Linked DNA regions of Sus scrofa: region 1 is linked to region 2. A link is a contact called in public promoter capture Hi-C data. All regions are on one chromosome and are shown on one strand. The core of a region is the stretch at or near the end of the contact, and the rest is flanking DNA. Distances in the headings are between cores, read along the strand shown.

What was found. Promoter capture Hi-C pulls out the DNA fragments that hold promoters and counts their contacts.
Region 1: a promoter capture Hi-C map of liver shows a contact between it and region 2, with 3 times the contacts expected there. The contact joins the promoter of ICE1 here to the promoter of SRD5A1 in region 2. A contact is called at or near these places in 1 of 5 promoter capture datasets (liver) and 1 of 2 datasets of contacts at active chromatin or transcription factors (skeletal muscle).

The regions. Positions count from the first base shown.
Region 1 is chr16:76,251,987-76,255,898 of Sscrofa11.1, reverse strand. It overlaps ICE1 (little elongation complex subunit 1), which reads left to right and starts at 1,534. Exons shown (of 20, transcript XM_021077125.1): 1 at 1,534-1,870. The coding sequence starts at 1,787.
Region 2 is chr16:75,333,470-75,337,239 of Sscrofa11.1, reverse strand. SRD5A1 (3-oxo-5-alpha-steroid 4-dehydrogenase 1) reads left to right here and starts at 1,802. Exons shown (of 5, transcript XM_003134156.6): 1 at 1,802-2,299. The coding sequence starts at 2,019. NSUN2 (tRNA (cytosine(34)-C(5))-methyltransferase) reads right to left here and starts at 1,665. Exons shown (of 20, transcript XM_021077095.1): 1 at 1,308-1,665; 2 at 1,035-1,192. The coding sequence starts at 1,409.

The DNA of each region.
Region 1 (3,912 bases), core at 285-2,784, 920 kb before region 2:
AACGTGTGGAGCTGGCCAGGGTGCAAAGGCAGGACAGCAGCTGTGGGAGCTCCCAGTTCCAGGAAAGGTTAAGAGTGTGGTGTGGGCAGGTGGGCAGTGCTGAGGGCATAACCTGGAGGGTAAGCTGGTGCCTCCCCAGCTGAGGTCTTCTGGGAAAAAGTTATTTGGGAAACCTTCAATAAAAAGGATGTTACTGTTAAGACCTATTCGTCTGGAATCAGAAACCAGAAATGGAAAGTCATCAGGACCTCAGGGGGCTCTTTGCCACTTCCTGAGTCACGTGGTCGGTCTCCTGGGTACAGCCCTTCCCTGCTGTGCCTCTGCTCACTTCTCCTTTCACTTTTAACGCTTTTATTTCTACTCGGTTTTTTGCATGGCCACAGCACCTGTCCAAACAAGCACAGGCCTGTCTTAAGCGTCAAGGACAATCTAGCGGTCTGCTGGCTACTTGTTCACTTCACTGCAAGCGGCAGCCACCGCGCCTTATAAACGAGGGCAGGGCTATGATATCGGGAGAGGAACCCAGGCTTCTCTCTTTGACGAGCTGTTTTTATTTGCCATTGTCACCCTGTAGATTTAGGAAGGAGCTGGTAAGGTCCGGGCGGCTCCTTAGCACATATACTGCTGGTACAAATGCTAAGAATCTGGACTTTCTAACCAGGCATCAGGAAACCATGGGAGGCCTCCGGACAAGGTACCAACGGCAACCGCTGTGATTATTAAACAGAGGTTCTGGTGGCGGTGGATACTGGAAAGGAGATGGGGAAAGGTGGGTTCAAACAAGAGGAGCAGGGACTGAATGTATCCAGAAACTGCGGTCAAGTGAGGATTTCTTCTCTTTTTTTTCCTTCCAGAGATATTTTAAAAATAAGACTCGGCAGTGGCTGGCTAGTGACCGATGGCAGGGTCGCCGAGGACTCGGCCAGGCGCTGTGCTTGGCACTTGGTGCGTGGCGGAGCCCACAGGCCTTCACGGACACCGCGGGGATGGGTCTGGAAAGAGGCCGAGGGGCGCCGGGTCGGACGGCAAGTGCACCGGGCAGGCGTGGGTAGCTGCCGGGAAGAAAGGCGCTCCCTGACGAAGGACGGGTCTTTGGCGACCAAGTGCCGAGGCCGGAGGAACCGCCGCCGGGTGTCCGTCAGCCGCGCGGAGCGTCGGGAACTGTAGTCCTCGCCTCTCCGCCTGGACCCGGCCAGACGCGCCCAGCGCGGTTCCCTGCCCTTACACCGCGGACTGGCCGGTCTGCGTGCGGGGCCCTTCTGGACCGCGGGCGCCTGGGGTGACGTCATCCTCAGGGCACCTCCCCCTCGTTGAAGGTTTTAGGTGTCTATGGAAAGTGTGCCCCCCAGCAAGTCGGCAGTGAACGACGAAACCCTCAACGGTGGAAGAAAGCCCCTCTAATGCCCCCTCTCCCTTGACGCTTCCTCCCCGCATGTCTTCCTGCCGCTTCGGCTCGACTCCGCGCCCCATTTTTCTCAGGCAGGGCCTCGGGCAGCCCCGCGCCGCGGCGAGGGGCGGGGTGAGCCAGGGCGGGGCGGGTCCTGACTAGACCGCGTCGCGCTCGGGGGCCGCGCCGGGTAGCGTTTCTTTCTGGTGCCCGGGGCGGCTCTGGCTCCGAGAGCCCTTCGCCGGCTCCACGGGGACCTCTGTGCACGGATGGACCCGCCCGGACCCGGCGGGAAGCGGCCCGGCAGGCGGCGGCCCCGGCGGCGTCAGCAGAGGCAGGACAGGGCCGGGGCCGCGGGTCCCTGAGGCGCGCGGGCCCACTGGGTCCGGCGGCGACACCATGATGCCGGGCGAGACCCACTCGGCGGCGCCCGGGACGGCGGCTGACCTCTCGCGCTGTCAGGGCTGCGCCTCCCTGCAGCAGGTGCGGCGTCTCCACCAGGCCGAGGGCGCGGAGGGTCTGGGCGGGCCGTCCAGGGCGGCGGGCTGGGGGTCAGGCCGCGCGGGCTACTCCTCTGCGCGCCGCTCCCACTCCTAGGCGGAGGCTCCCCCCCTCCCTCTTTTCTTTCCCTTCTCCTGCAGTGATTTTGGGGACGATTTCCTTTGGGTTGTTCAGGCTTGGAACCCAGAATTCGCTTATTGGAATGCAGTGGTGGGGGGGGGAGAGCGAGCGAGTGCTGGAAGGTACCCAGCACTCTGGGTTCCCCAAGGCTACTTTTAGGTTGATGAGTGATGGTGGAAATGCCAAGGGAAGTTACTTCCCCGAGGGCAGGGGTTTTTTTTATTGTGCTGGCCTTTCCTTAAGTATTTCTTGTTGGGAGGCCCGTTCTTATGGGCCTGCGAGTTGACCAGGAGGGTCATTCAGCCATTATGGGCTTGCATTGCACGATGTTTCTAACGGTGGCATGGATTGTCTCCTATGGTGACAGAAGAGGGGTTGGAAGTGTCTGACCCAGGGTCTTGCAGGGTAATGGGAACACTCCCAAGTACTGGTTTCCAGCTCGACTCACCCAGCTCTCCGATGCCGCCAGTCTGTCTTGTTGCTGTCCATGCCCTTAACGGTAAAGTGGAGCGAGCCACCGTGGTGTTCACGGTAATTAAATTATCACCTAGTCCACCTGGTGCTCTAGGCACTAGGGACATAGTGGGGACATTTCACTGCTGTCAAGTGTGCGACGCATGTGTGCAGATGCGACTTTAGAAGGTTTAAGTGTTGGGAGGAAACAGGAGGAGTTGGAGTGCTGGTCTTGTCTCGGCTGGGGCAGCGGGCAGGGTGCTTTTGAGGAGGTGACAGTGGGACATCTGAATGACGAGAAGGAGGTTGGAAGAGCATGAGAGGAGTGTTCTAGGCAGAGCAGCTAAAGTGCGCTATTATGAGGCGAGGAGGAGCGCGGTGTCTTTGAGGAGCAGGACGAGGTCTGGTTGGCCTGTGACCATAGTGCAGAGGGGAGAGTGCTGATGAAGCCAGAAAGGAGTGCCGGCCAGCTGGGCCCTCAAGAGGAGCTTAGAGGGTGTCTTGTTGTTGTTTGAACTGCATTATCTATGAGCTGATCCCAGGCGATTTAAGGGTTGAGAGCAGGGGAGGGAGAAAGGGTCAGGTATCGTCAGTCAAGAAACGGAGGATTGGAGTTCCCGTCGTGGCTCAGTGGTTAACCAATCCGACGAAGAACCATGAGGTTGCGGGATCCCTGCCCTTGCTCAGTGGGTTAACAATCCGGCGTTGCCGTGAGCTGTGGTGTAGGTTGCAGACGCGGCTCGGCTCCCGCGTTGCTGTGGCTCTGGCATAGGCTGGTGGCTGCAGCTCAGATCGACCCCTAGCCTGGGAACGTCCACATGCCACCAGAGCGGCCCAAGAAATGGCAAAAAGACAAAAAAAAAAAAAAAAAAAAAAAAAAAGAAAAGAAAGAAAGAAAGAAACGGAGAATTTCCAGTCGTAAAGTCGTTTTCTCAGCTGAGCTGCCCCACATAGGCATTTATAATGTGCTTTTATTTTTCTCCCTCAAGACCCAGAAATGTGGGTGAAGTTCTCTTGAATTGTCAGTAAGTTATGTCTATTCTTTGGGCCAGTTTATTCGCTCGGCAAGTGTTTATTGATCACCTGTTGTGTCTTAGGCAGAGCAGTCGCAGGGGGGGGGTGATTTGGCAAATATGCTCCATCTTTTGGAGCTTCCATTGTGAGAGGTGGGGGAGGAGACAGATTAAACAGGTAACCCGAGGAGGTGGTAAACGTGTTGGGGTTAAGGTGAAAAGAAAAGAGGGAGAGCGAAAGGGTGAGGAAGGGGCCGCTGGCTGGTGGAATCTAAGCAGGGAGTCGCGGAGGCTGCACAGAGACTGGGTTTGAGCCGGGGGTTAGAACAAGCGCCAGGGGTCTTGGGAGAAAAGCATCGCAGACAGTAGAAAGATCCGTGTGGAGGCCTGACTGATGTAGGAGCTCGGCTGGCATCCTTGGGAAGAGCGAGGAGGCCA
Region 2 (3,770 bases), core at 553-3,052:
GTCTCAGAGACCGTGGGCCACCAGACTGTTCCTCTGTGGGCTCAACCCTGACCTGGGGGGACGGGGGGAGGCGGATACCAACCTCTCCAACAATCCGGATTGAATACTGGAGAATGTATACAGCTTAGGGCCTAACAGTTTCCTTCCTCAAGCCCTTGCAAGGTCTAAACACCTCGTCCACGGGAAGCAACTAGAGCTTTCATCACCCAGATCCCTAGAGATTAAAGAGGGACCAACACACAGCAAGGACTAAAACCAGACCCTGTAACTTACAAACTCAAGTCTCATTAAGAAGAAACAAAGTGACTTAATAAAACCTCCAAGCCCCCTCTGCAGAAGACCAAGGAAGCCTCAAATATGGAAACAAATTGCTCACACACAGCCCCCTTGAATGAACACAGAACAAGTGGACACTTGACCCAGGGAGTGGCCTGAAGGAGAGTCCCCAGCACAGAGAACTCTTGAAACTTACTTTTATTTTCTCCTGGTTACTTCTGGGCTCCTCTCCCATTACTCCTGACTTCCATGATAAACCGCCACTCAAAAGCAGACCAGGAGACAGATCTGAGCATTGCCTCCTGTCTCCTTGCTTGACTGCCCCACAAGGAGCAAAAGTCTTTTTCTGCAAAACACCGTTGCCTTGGTATCTGTTGTCTCCGCTGTGCAGTGGGCAACGAGCTCACCCCCTCAGTTACCTGACTACAAGAATTTCTTCAAGGAGAGAACGCCGAAATTCTTACTTAGTGGTAGTGGCACAAACTCTCATGTGTTTGTTCCCAACGGTGGGCATCCTCAACGCACAAGCTCCCAGGAGCCAACCCGTTCTCAGACCGCATTTTCATGCCTGGTTCTAGCCTCCCAACTTGCAACACCCCCTTGCCCTATTCCGTTGAACACGTGCTCCCTCCCCTCAGTGCTTCCAAACTCTAGAACCCACACCGCTCGCAGGCACTTTTCGGGACAGACACCCTCGTTTTTAATTTGGGCATCTTTACACCAGTTTTACACGAAATACAAGAGGCACGACCCCCTACCTTTTATAGCCAGTAATTCTTAACGTGGCCGGGAGGGGCTCCCTGAGCGCTTCCATGAACTGCTCCCACTCTCCTTCGGGCACGATCTTGAGCTCCTGATAGTAGTGCTCGAACAGCTTGTTCTCCTTGACGATCTCGGGGTACCCGCCTTCCCAGCCCTGAGGAAGGAAAGAGACGTCCACCCAGGGCCGGGGAGCCGCCCCTCGACCCCCGCAGGCCTCAGGGCCAGGGAGGCCCACCCGGGGCCCTCGCCGCCCTCACCCCAGCTCCTACCGTCTCATTGCGCTTGCCGCCGCCCTCGGCGCCGTCCTCCGCGCTCCCGGGCCGCTGCTGCTGCTGCTGCGGGAGCCGCCGGCCCCGCGACCGCCGCCCCATGGCCCACGCGGCCGCGCACGCCGCCCTCACACACCGACCCGCCAGGACCGGCCGCGAGCACTTCCGGGCTGCAGCTCGAGGACCCCGCGGGTCTGCGCCTGCGCCTCTCTGGGACGTGCAGGGCCTTCGAGAAACGAGCCAAAGTGTCGCGATCGGTGCTCCCAGAAAACAGCGGGCGAGAGGAAACGCCGACGGCCCCCAGGAGAAAAGTGGGGAAAGCGGCTCCGGAGAGGAGGCCGAAAGGCGCCTGCGCGCCGAGCGCCCTGGCTTCCCGCGCGGGCTCAGGCAGCGCTGCGGACAGCCCGAGGGCGCGCGTGCGCCTCGCGGCGATGGAGGAGGGGCAGGGCCGGAGTGGGCGGGGCCAGGGCTGCAGGCCCGCCTCCCGCCCCGCCCGCGGCACGTGCCCGGGACCCGTCTGCTCCGCTGAATCCGCGCACGTACCGCTTCGAGGCTGCCCGCGCGGGGCGGATCCCAGCCGGTGGTTTCGGCCGCGGGCGCCAACCTCGGGTAACCGCGCCTCCCGACGCCCCCTCCCCCCGCCCCCGACGCCGCGCTATATGTGGCGGGTCGCGGCCGGCGGGCCATGGAGCACGCCTGCCGTTCCCCACAATGGAACCGGCCGAGCGGTTCTTGCTGGACGCGCTCGCCTACCTGGAGGGCGCTCTGGCCTTCCTGTGCTACGTGATACTGAAGCTGGTGGGCTCGCCCTACGGGCGCTACGCATCGCCGCGCTCCGCCTTTCGGCTGCCCGCGCGGGCGGCCTGGGCAGTGCAGGAGCTACCCTCGTTGGCCCTGCCGATCCTCGCGTGCGCCGGCGCGCCGGCCGAGCGCCTCAGCCGCTGGCCCAACTGCATCCTCCTGGCCATGTTCCTCATCCACTACGCGCAAAGGTAAGGCGGGCTGCCCCGCGCCCCTCCCTGCCACCCTCGGTGCGCCGCCCGGTCCCTACCACCCCGGGGTGCCCCCACCCTGCCACCCCCAGTGCGCTGCCCCGCGCCTCTCCCTGCCACCCCCAGTGCGCTGCCCCCTCCCAGCCATCCCCGAGGCGCTGCCCCTACCCTGAGACTCCCCGGTGCGCTGCCCCATCCCTGGCACCCCCTGGCCCTGCCCTCTCCCTGCCACCCCACGCGGGTTCCTTCTGCCTGTGCCCCAGGGCCTGGTTCCCTCTCCCAGTGTGCTCATTTCTACTGTTCCACTTTGGTCCTTTTGCGCGGGTAGAGCTTTCACCAGCCAAATAAATGGTCACCCGCAACTTGAAAGCCCGGTTTCCTAAAACGCTCCCCATCTCCCCTTCCGCTGAACAGACTGCACTGGCTCGAAGGGATGCGCTTGGGACGCTCGCCTCCACCTTCCGTAGGGGCCCTCGGGGTTCTGGGAGGGAATTTCCAAGAAATAACCTTAAGCACAAAGTGACTTTCCTCTGCCTGGTTTTGCGAAGACTGTTCAGTGGCTGTGTCTAACTCTTCAGGACCTCTGATAAGTTGGGTGTCTCTCTGGCTCTTAGGCTTGGGTGTTTGCACAGCTGAACCAAATGGTTAACCAGTTTAAAATTAAAAATGTTTATTCACATTTCAGAAGGCTGCCCAGTTTTCAAAAAGGTGTTCTCTGCACGAGAGGGGGCTGGGCTCACTTACTCTGTGAACTTGGGCTGGGTTCACTTACTTGACCTCTGTCATTGTGGGGCTCCACCTTACTAGAGCAGGATCTGGAAAGGGCGGGTGTCGCTGAGCCTCTCTTGGGTCCCTGCTGCAGCTGGGGCCCCATCTGCCGTTCTGCGGGCTCTGGAAGCGGGCAGAGTCTGGGTCCCACAAAGGCTTTGCGTTCCATGTCCCTGCACTCCTAGAGCACCCCGTAAGCAAAGTTGGCGGCAGCCAGCAGGGTGTTTTGTAATGTGACTGGCATTACTGCGGTTCGAGTGTCAGTGGAAGTCTGCTGTCTCTATGCACTTCTTCACAAACACGCCAGAACCTGGTCTGTCTGTCTGCTTCTGTAATGGTTAAACCAAGCTCTGGAGTCAGACTGCCAGGTGTTAGCCCAGAGCCATCGCTGGTCACCCAGCGTAGGTTACAGAGCTGCTCTGCAGTCGGTTTTCCCATCAGTGAAACAGGCATGGTGATAGTACCAGCCAGCCAGCGGTGTCATCGGTATGTGATTTAAGTAAAGCCAATCCCATCCAATGCTAGCAGATCTGAATGGTCAAGGACGACAAGGAGCACCACTTTGTGTCGCTGTGCAGGTGGGCGTATTGGCTCCTTTCGCTGCATGTCATTCCTACACCCTGCTCCAGCTTCAAGTGCCAATAGTATAACCTAGGAAGACGAGGCGTTGGAAAGGTGGAAAGGGAGCCCTTAACAGAGCTTC